Linked DNA regions of Pan troglodytes: region 2 is linked to region 1. The links are chromatin contacts, called in public Hi-C maps. All regions are on one chromosome and are shown on one strand. Each heading gives the region's core, a stretch centred on a gene start, on an enhancer-like site or on the middle of the called end of the contact. The rest is flanking DNA. Distances are from core to core; before and after follow the strand shown.

What was found. Hi-C and Micro-C count contacts between places; a contact is called where the count stands out from the background.
Region 2: a contact with region 1 is called in a Hi-C map of stem cell-derived neural progenitor cells, with 4 times the contacts expected there. The contact joins the promoter of CDC42BPA here to the enhancer-like site in region 1. A contact is called at or near these places in 2 of 7 Hi-C or Micro-C datasets (induced pluripotent stem cells and stem cell-derived neural progenitor cells) and 1 of 1 datasets of contacts at active chromatin or transcription factors (stem cell-derived excitatory neurons).

Annotation. Positions count from the first base shown.
Region 1 is chr1:21,856,537-21,861,501 of NHGRI_mPanTro3-v2.0_pri, reverse strand. It overlaps the pseudogene LOC100611142. Among named protein-coding and RNA genes, the nearest start is that of CDC42BPA, 110 kb to the left of the region's middle. Within about 2 kb of position 2,456, at least 12 of the 24 cell types and tissues checked have an H3K27ac peak or open chromatin away from gene starts, as enhancers often do. A contact at or near this core is called in induced pluripotent stem cells and stem cell-derived neural progenitor cells, where this site is marked.
Region 2 is chr1:21,969,888-21,974,852 of NHGRI_mPanTro3-v2.0_pri, reverse strand. CDC42BPA (CDC42 binding protein kinase alpha) reads right to left here and starts at 2,385. Exons shown (of 38, transcript XR_010150112.1): 1 at 888-2,385.

The sequences.
Region 1 (4,965 bases), core at 1,207-3,706:
TCATCAGTCCATCTACGCTGGTGTCCAGCCATTCCAGCCCACCATGGCATTTAAAAATCTTTCCAGCTCTCTGTGGAAGATCTGAGACTTAAGAAAGAGACTGTTGCTCAGGGCTGGACAGGAAGGAAGTATGCATTCCTGGCTCCCAGAACAGAACAGCAATGTGGGTGACCCTTCATCCCCTCCCCAAGGCGTCCCCTTGGGCCGACACAAAAATAGATTCTGTCCTCCTTGGTTCGTCTCCACCTCCCTCGGGAAAGAAGACACAGGCTTCTAGTGAGTCAACAGTATTATCGGGACTTGACTGTCTTTCAGGAATGACCAGATGTTGGGAAGAGGATAATGTGTCATTTCCTTTAACAAATAGTCTGGGCATCTGTGCATTTCCTTTTGAGCCAGCTCTTCAGGAGACTGTGCCGCAGTGACAGGGAAGGACGAATCACCCTGGCTTCTACTCTCACGGGTACTAGGGGGCTCCTCGAACCCTTTGGATTCCAGCCCTCCATTAAGAAAATATTTCTGTCCTTTGTATGCATGAGTGACACCACGAGAAGACAGCATAGGGAGTGGTTACAAGCAAAGAATTTAGAGACAAAATAAATGCTCTAAGGGAAAAAGACAAGTAGCCAAGGAACGCTGGGAGAGGGCTTGGAGGAAGCAAATTGTTCATCCATTCCCCCAAATCAGTGGTTCTCAGTAGAAAACCAACATGAGTAACATTTGCCTGGGAACTTGTCTACCACCCCAGCTCTACTGAAACTCCAGGGGTGAAGCCCAGCAATCTCCTTTGACAAGCCTTCCAGGAGATTCTGATGTGAGCTCAAGATTGAGAACTACTGATCCAGATAGATCTTAGCTGGTCCTAGGGCTTCCCAGAAAGCATTTTAAAAAACGCAGAGATTCTCCTCCACAGGAGGCCTACATGCTGCCGCCTCTGTGGCCACCATGTCTCTAGTGATCCCTGAAGAGTTCCAGCATATTTTGCGAGTACTCAACACCAGCATCAGTGGGCGGTGGAAAAAAAGCCTTTGCCATCACTGCCATTTAGGCTGTGTGTCGAAGATATGCTCATGCGGTGTTGAGGAAAGCAGACTTTGACCACACCAAGAGGGCAGGAGAACTCACTGAGGATGAGGCGGAACGTGTGATCACCATTATGCGGGATCCATGCCAGTACAAGATCCCGGACTGGTTCTTGAACAGACAGAAGGATGTAAAGTTTGGAAAATACAGCCAGATCCCAGCCAATGGACAACAAGTTCTGTGACGACCTGGAGCGATTGAAGAAGTTTCAGGCCCATAGAGGGCTGCGCCACCTCTGGGGCCTTCATATCTGAGGCCAGCACAGCAAGACCACTGGCTGCCATGGCTGTACTATGGGTGTGTCCAAGAAGGAATAAGTCTGTAGGCCTTGTCTGTTAATAAATAGTTTATATACAAAAAAAAAAAAAAAAAAATGCAGAGATAGTGTGGGATGATTACCTGAGAAAATGCTTTAGCTCCCTTGCAGGGGTGGAAGGAAGGGACAGGACTTGTAAATGAGGCTATTCTGGCAAGAGGAATATCCTACAAATAGAAATGAACTGACAGCAAATAAAACAATCCAAGATGCATCTTATCTCTCTGCTCATACTGCATTAATTTGCAGCACTTCTAGAATATGGCTCAATGACGTAAGAGTATATTCACAGCATATTTTTCAGTTTAAATAAAATGCTCAATGTGGGCCCAATTATGTAAAACGTACGTGCATATCAGTCCATATTTAGAAAAAATATTAGAAGATTATATATCAAAATGTGATCATCTCTGGGTGGTGGAATACGAATAACCTTTACTTCATCCTTTATGATGTTTTGTTTTTTCCCCAATGTTTCCATAATAAATAGGTATTTTTTAATAACAAAACAACTGTAATAAAGTGACAAGCTTGTTGGGTCAAAATAGTCATTTAAAAAAATCTATATAGCCCTCTCCAGAGGCTACCTCTCCAAGAATTTATGTCACACTGATAATTAGCACCACCTGTTACACTTGTGCTAAAATGGGCACAAAGAACGTTGGATTCAGAACTTATAAAGAGATTGTTAAACTCATCAGCTCCAGTTGAAACCAGCACAGCAGGGAGAGCTGCAGAAAAATGTCAGTCAGAGCCCACCCTGGGGCTCCGGGGCCCCGCTGGGGCTGGCCCAGGGCCCTCGTGTGCTTCCAGCATGTGAATCTGAGTTGCTGGGTGTCCTCAGCAGCCTGCAGGGATCCACTGTCCTTCTGCACAGCTTTGTTCGGGAGCCCCAGCACCCTCTCAGTTTTTACACCCTGATTTCCTACCAGGGAGAGGCCCTGGGCAAAAACAAAACAAAATGAAAACACTGAAAGGGCTCTCAAAGCCTAGAAAGGAAGAAAGGACAATGGAACGTGATGTAAGGGTCGCTAAACAGCCAGTGACTCAGCGCTTCTGCACCATCAACACCAGCTGCAGCCTGCAGCGGTGGCCGTGGCAGCTCACAGAACACACACACACACACACACACACACACACACAGTACAAACATTACACTGCCTGGAGAATGACAAAAATTCAGACTCTTAGACTGTGCTATAGCCAAGAAGACACAGAATCAAAGACTTCTGGAGCTTCAAGGAGCCTGGAAGAATATATAAGTATGTTAGATCTTAATCCAGTTTTCCATTAATATCTTTTATCAAGATCCCTAAGGAGGGCTGGGCATGGTGGCTGATGCCTGTAATCCCAGCACTTTGGGAGCCCAAGGTGGGAGGATCATTTGATGCCAGGAGTTTGAGATCAGCCTGGACAACATAGTGAGACCCCATCTCTACAAAAAACTAAAAATTAAAAATTAAAAAAAAAATCCCTGAGGAGCTGGACTTGTCACTGGGGTCAGATTCTCCAAACTGGACCCACTGTCTGCCTGCAAGCATGGATATAACTCATTCTAATTTCTTGTGAAACATCACACGATGAAATTTGGTTAGTGTGGTAGATTCTAGCGTGGGCTTCTGGAGGAGACTTTAGGGGAAAATTCTCACCCTTCATGAGTCATGTGAGGGGCTGGCAGAAGATTCTGCACAAATCACAAATGGGAGTGGGGGTCGGGCATGGTGGCTCACACCTATAATCCCAACACTTTGGGAGGCTGAGATGAGCAGATCACTTGAGTCCAGGAGTTCAAGACCAGCCTGGACAACATGGCAAAACCCTGTCTCTACAAAAAATACAAAAACTAGCTGAGTGTGGTGGTGCAGGCCTATAGTTCCAGCTACTCAAGAGGCTGAGGCAGGAGGATCACCTAAACCTGGGGTGGTCAAGGCTGCAGTGAGCAGTAACTGTGCCACTGAATTCCAGCCTGAGCAACAGGAGTGAGACCCTGTTTCAAAACGAAACCAAACAACAACAATGACAACAAAAACCAAGTAGGAGTAGGAATCTGTCCCACAAAGTTTTGACATGGGCAATAACTCTGTCTGCAAATGTATCACCTTATTAAAAGATATATTTTTAAATTCAGCCTTTACCTCAATCCAAGTCTGTTGAAGCAACTCCTCCCACAGAATGAGCTGGGCTCACCCACTCTTCCCAGATTGCTGTGCTCCCACTGGGCCCACAGCAAGGAACCCTGCAGATTAGGTTGGTCTTAGGAGGCCTGACGCTCACCATTAACCACCAAATCCATTTGTTGGACCAGCACTGCTCATGGGACGTGATCAAAAAGCAACTTTATTTTTGTTACCCACTGCTCCTTCAAAATTTATTCCATGAGGAAAGCTCTTTCCTGCCATTAGATAAAAATTATGAGGACTCCAGAATTTTTCTGCTCGCTCTAAGGTATAAGATCATTCTATGGGCATTTTAAATCACAAAATACAGTCTCATTCGAGCAATTGTCTGAGTCTGGCATGGTGGAGCACACCTATAATCTCAGCGATTTGGGAGGCTGAGGAGAGAGGATCACTAGAGACCAGGAGTTCAAGACTAGCCTGGGTAACAAAGTGAGACCCCTTTTCTAAAAAAAAAGTTTAAAAACAGCAGGGCATGGTGGTGCACGCCTGTAGTCCCAGCTGAGGCGGGAGGATTGCTTGAGCCCAGGAGTTCAAGGTTGCAGTGAGCTATGATCATGCCAGTGCACTCCAGCCTGGGTAACAGAGCGAGAAAAAGGAAAGGGAAGTGAAGGGGAGGGGAGAGGACGGGAGGGGAGTGGGGAAAGAGAGAGAGGAGAGAGGGGGAAAGAGAGAGAGGAGAGAGGAGAGACAGAGACAGAGAGAGAGAGAGAGAGAGACAGAGAGAGAGAAAAAGAAAGGCTTTAGCTGCCATCTTGCATCACCACGTGTGTGCACCTAGTCTCAGCTGGTCCACCCAAGAGCCCCTGAGCACCAAGCCTAGTCCCCCGCGTGGCCCCTTATCCACTCTGACAAGATGAAAGAAACAATCATGAACCAGGAAAAACTCCAAAGAACAATGATCCACTTTAACAACCCTGAAGTTCAGGTATCTCTGGCAGTGAACACTTTCACCATTACAGGCCATGGTGAGACAAAGCAGCTGACAGAGATGCTACGCAGCGTCTTAAACCAGCTTGCTGCAGTCAGTCTGACTAGTTTAAGGAGACTGGCTGAAGCTCTGCCCAAACAATCGTGGATGGAAAAGCACCACTTGCTAGTGGAGAGGATGATGACGATGATGAAGTTCCAGGTATCGTGGAGAATTTTGATGAGGCTTCCAAGAATGAGGCAAACTGAATTGAATCAACTTCTGAAGATAAAACTTGAAGAAGTTACCGGTAGCTGCCATTTTATATTATGACGGCTTTTCAAGAATTTTTTGTTTATGAATCTGATAAAATCTAGATCTCTAATATTTTTAAGCCCAAGCCCCTTGGACACTGCAGCTCTTTTCAGTTTGTGCTTATACACAGTTCATTCTTTACAGTTAATTAGGCCGAAGAAGCC
Region 2 (4,965 bases), core at 1,136-3,635, 110 kb before region 1:
TCAAAAGCCAACGTACCACTACTACAGACAGATCTGGGTGACGATGCGTGCTTATTGCAACAGTGAACTTCTGGACCTTAGAGTGTGTCCTGTATATAACAGCAGACGCTGAAGAACTTGAGCCAAGCCTTCAAGCTTGAAGGTCATGGAGCGTTTGCTCACATCATTGATCTATTCCACTACAGTAGGTCTTCTAAATCACACCTATATTTAGAAGAATGAAGCCAAAAATCTAACCAGTTTAGATTTAAATTAAATTTAGAGTAAAATGTAACTCTCAAGTGGAAGCTGCCCCCAAACATTCTCTAACTACTATCACAAAATTTTTAAACTATGTCATTTAATCTTACAAACATAATTTTTGGAAAGTCCATGTTTAGCAGTTTCCTTTCCTTGTACTATGCAGAGATGAAATAAAACCCACTGATCACCACCTTCAGCTTTCTGTTGACCTAAGGCAAACACAGATATTTTAATATCTCCTCCCATTTTGAGAATAATTTCCATAGTCTGAATGTTTCCACCAATAAATACCTTTCAAATGAAGGACTATTATAGTGCCATGTATTAGGCAACTGTAACCAATAATCCACTTTTGCCCATCACAGAATTGATTTAAAATCTCTTACTGTTGACCTAAAAACATAAGTTCTTCGTCGCCAAGTTCCACATTAGCTAGGCCTTAAATCAAGGCAACAATTGAGCAGCACAATTTTACTCCTGGGAAAATATTTACCAAAAACTAGCGGAAAATCTTGAATAACTAGTGTCTGTTTTTTTATTGTATTTTTTCTTTCAACGGAGTAGAGTTTACTCATAACTCTCTATACCAATTAAATCATAATGACCAGCTAAAGATTAAGTTTCTTTAAAAATTACAAACTTACCCCATTCTAGGTATTCGAGAATGTTCTTCTCTCTTCTCAATGGAGAATTATTGCATTCATCATAAAGGCAGATGAGTATATCCAGTAACGTCTCCACACTGAAGCACTGCCCATTGGTCTGAGCGGGCCCGTCCAAAATAAACTGCTCCAACTGCCTCAAACGCACTTCTCCAGACATGTTTAATTCGATTTCTGCTGGTTTTCCTTTAAATTATTATGATGACTTTTTCTATTATCTGAACCTAAATTTTAAAAGGTATGGTTTTAAAAATAAACCACTTGTTATTCAAACAACTGTCATGCAATGCTGGTGCTGAATTAAACATCCAACACACCAGTAACCTCACTTAACTGAAGCGTCTTCAATTTCACCCATATACATATATTTTGAGGGTAAATTACCATAAAATATATACTTAACGCATTTTTAAAAGAATACAATTAAGTCGTATATTTAAATAAAATAATAATTAAAAGTACAACGAACTAGAGAGTCAACACTTCTTTAAAAAAAAAAAAACTCTTCTCCTTCATTCAAAATTCAACTCGTGCAACGTAATCCTGAAACGAATCCGGTTGCATCATTAATGAATAAAGTCCGATTTGCATCAGCAATTCACTTCCCGGGAAGAAGAAAAACAGAAAAGGGAGGAAAAAAACAGAATGCATAGAAGGGGGAGGGAAAACCAAAAATGTTGCTGCAAATCCTCCCAACCACCACTTGGATAATGCATCAGCGGCAATTTCTCCAGCGGGAAAGGGAGGGGGCGAGGTCCCTGAAGCAGCCCCTCGGCTCGGAGCACGCCAAGTCTTGCCCGGAGGCGGCTTTTCGTTTCTCCTCCCGAGGTCCTTCTTTCTTTAAGGCTTTGCAGTCAGTCCTATTTTCAACGGATTCCGGTGAAAACTCTTCATTTTCCTCCCGGCTTCACCCTAGGGCCTGACCGGCGGCGCGGCCGGGGGTGGAAGGCGGGCTGCGGGCGGCACTGGCACCGGGCTCCGGAGAAGCGGCTACTTGGCCGCCCGAGCCCACTCCATGTCGGTGGTCGCTCGTGGGCCGAGCGCCGCGCCGCGCCGGGCAGAGAGCCCGGTCTCCCCGACACCCGCACCGCGGCCGCCGCGCCGGAGGCTCCCGACGCCCCAGGCGGGGGGGTGCTTCTCTGAATTCAAAGGACACAAGCGGCAGCAGCTGCAGCGGCGGCGCGGGCGGCTCTGGCAGCTACTTCTCCCCCTTCTTCACACCCCTGGGCTAAGGGCATCTTTCCTCAGCGAGGAGGGAGGCGGCCGAGGCGCAGGAGGAGGGGTCGCTTCCGCGGCTGAGGAGACCAGAGGCTGCGGCAGCCCGGCTCCCAACCACTCCCTTCCTCTCCCTTCCAGCCCTCCCCCGCCTTCCCTCTCCTCTCGCGCTCGCGCCCTGGGCTCCGCAAGGCTCCTCCAGTCCCGCCGCACAGAGGCGGAGGCTTGCGGACGAGTCCGGATCCAATATGGCGGCCTGGCCCCCCGGCCCCGGCACACGCGCGCGCACACGCCCTCCACTCCCCGCCCCCGCCCTGCCCGAGCCTCAGCCCCAGCCGGCGGCCAAGCCGGGCGGGGTCCGGCCGGCGCGCCCAGCGGAGGCCCCCAAGGGGGCGCGGGCTCGGGGCCCGAGTGGCTGCGCCAGCCCGAGGGGAGGGGTGTGGACTGCCTAGGCGGCGAGGCTGCGGCTGCCGCAGCGTGGAATGCAGAGCTGCGGGAGGGCTGAGGGAGGCCCGGGCGGCGGTGGCGGAGCATATGGAGGCGGGATGACCGGGCCGCGCCGGGAGCTGCGGCAGGACTGGGCGCAGGCTGGGAACTGCGCCACCGCCGCGCCGTGGCCCCGGCTCCCCGAGGTTTCTGGTGCAGATCGCGAAGGGGAGCTCCTGCTCGTCGTCGGAGACATCACCTGTCTGGCGCGTTTGTTAAGGGCGCCCAGAAGCAGAGGGCATTAGGCTTCCGACAGAGCTGGAGGAGACGGTGCCTTTCAGCCCCTTACCTGCTCCCCACCGGCCCCCCAGATTCGGTTCGCGCACACTCCAGAGTAATCGTTTCTTAGGTGTCTAATTACAGCACTTCGTGTGTCATTTCCCAGGACAAAAACAATGACAGACTTGTCCGCGCTACCATCGAAGTCTTGGGTCTGCACGCAAAGGATGGAATCCCCCATCTCCATTCCCAAAAGTTTCCCTACGGGAGCCTGGTGTTGTCTCCTCCGGAACTGTCCTAGCGGCTGCCTGTTTTTCCCTAGCCATGGTTACCGCCTGCGGGGGATTCAGCCTGTGAAGGCAGTCAAGGCAGTTCACCACTGTCATCAAACCTACACCCCTGTGTGCACGCGCACACACACTTGTAACCCAGTGGCACAATGCAGGAATTAGGGCAGCAAAGGCAAATCGCTGAATAGCTAGGGCACCTGATCCCTGTAGGGCCCTTCCAGGTTTTTGTGAATCTCGGTTTTAGGAGAGCTCCCTTTATAAAATTCTCATGGAAGATGCCACATTTAAATTGACACCACAAAACTAGGTCATTGCAGTTCTGTTACTTTCTCTCAAAATTGCCATCTCCTTTATGGTCGTTCTCTAAAATACAATTATTTTATATTCCTTCCCCACACCTGTGAGGCGGTTGTGTTTCTATGTTAATGTCCACAATTGCATCTTACATCTTGATAATATGGAAGCTGAGGAAGAATTAGAAATGAGGGCCTAGACGTAAAATGAAGGCTAACAGAAGTCGATTCAAGTTGTGATTCATGAAATAGTGTGAATCTTTTATGAAATCTACATTTGCAACGTCTACACTTGCCTGGCTTAAGAACAGCATTATTTTCAATGCCGTCTTGACATGAATGATACTTAGATTCAAACAAAAGGTCAGTCATTTCCAGCCATGACATCTTTATATGGGTGTGTGTTGTCTAATTCTAAAAGTAGTAGAAAAGTTTAATCCTAACACAGATAATAAGCAATATTTAGGTGTTTATTATTCAAGTCTTTTTCCTATGCACTTTAACAAAAATGATACATAATAAGAGTTTTATAGCCTCTTGCTTGCAATTAGCAATATATTATGGACATTTTTTCAGTTCAACAAACATTCTTCAACAACATGGATTTTAATGGTGAAGCCAATTTTAACAGTTTCATTTGACCATAAGATGCGGTAGCAAAGAAGGAAGCAATTTCTTCTGCTTTTTCAAGTACGGTTAACTAAAGAACTGGCTCCAAGATACCTGCTTTTCCAACTTACAAATAACTAGAAAGAAGTTTAAAGGAGAACCTAAAACATTTTAGGTCTCACTAAATGCTAATTGACAATGGAAGTATATGAGATGTAGATACATTTTTTTTTTTAACAAAAGAGTCAAGCTGTCAGTTCTTTACCTATTCTATTAGCGCTTGGGTACCACCCACAGTCCAGGGTATTGATGGTTGCTAAATAACCCTTTCCACATTATTTAGAAAGTAGAGAGGAGAATTTATTTTTATTTTAAAAAACACACACACAAAGAGAAGGAAGGAGCTTGAACCCAATCAATTTTGCTTGAATAATTCAAGCTCAGAGACTTAATAATTAACTAGACACTAAACACATCGTGCGGGTGTTATTTTAAATGTTCCGGTTGAAGTGTGAACATGCTTGTTAATGAAACCGGTCTTAAGCCAAAGAAAGGCGCAGCCCAGCAGCTGTACAGTGCTTGAAGTGTTCCTGCAAAACAAGAGTGCCACAGGCTGCCTCGCAGGGTATTCTTTGGGGAAAAATAGTCTGGAGGAGGTCTTCTTTGTGAAATTCTGCTTGGGGGCCTGGAGATTAGATGTATACCACTGCAAACACCCAATTTGTTTGAAATAATCAGAGAATGTTTTATGAAGATGCTGGGAATTAATCTGACCATTCAGAAAAGAAAGAGGACAGGAGAAGACAAGAAGGTAGGAAGGTGGAAAGAAGAAGGCAGGACAGAAATCATTAAGCCTAGTCCCCAATACAAGCTCTCTTCAACTAATCCTCCAATTCAGGGCTAAAAGCAGGAGAATTAATCCACCAATTAATATTTATAACAGTCAGC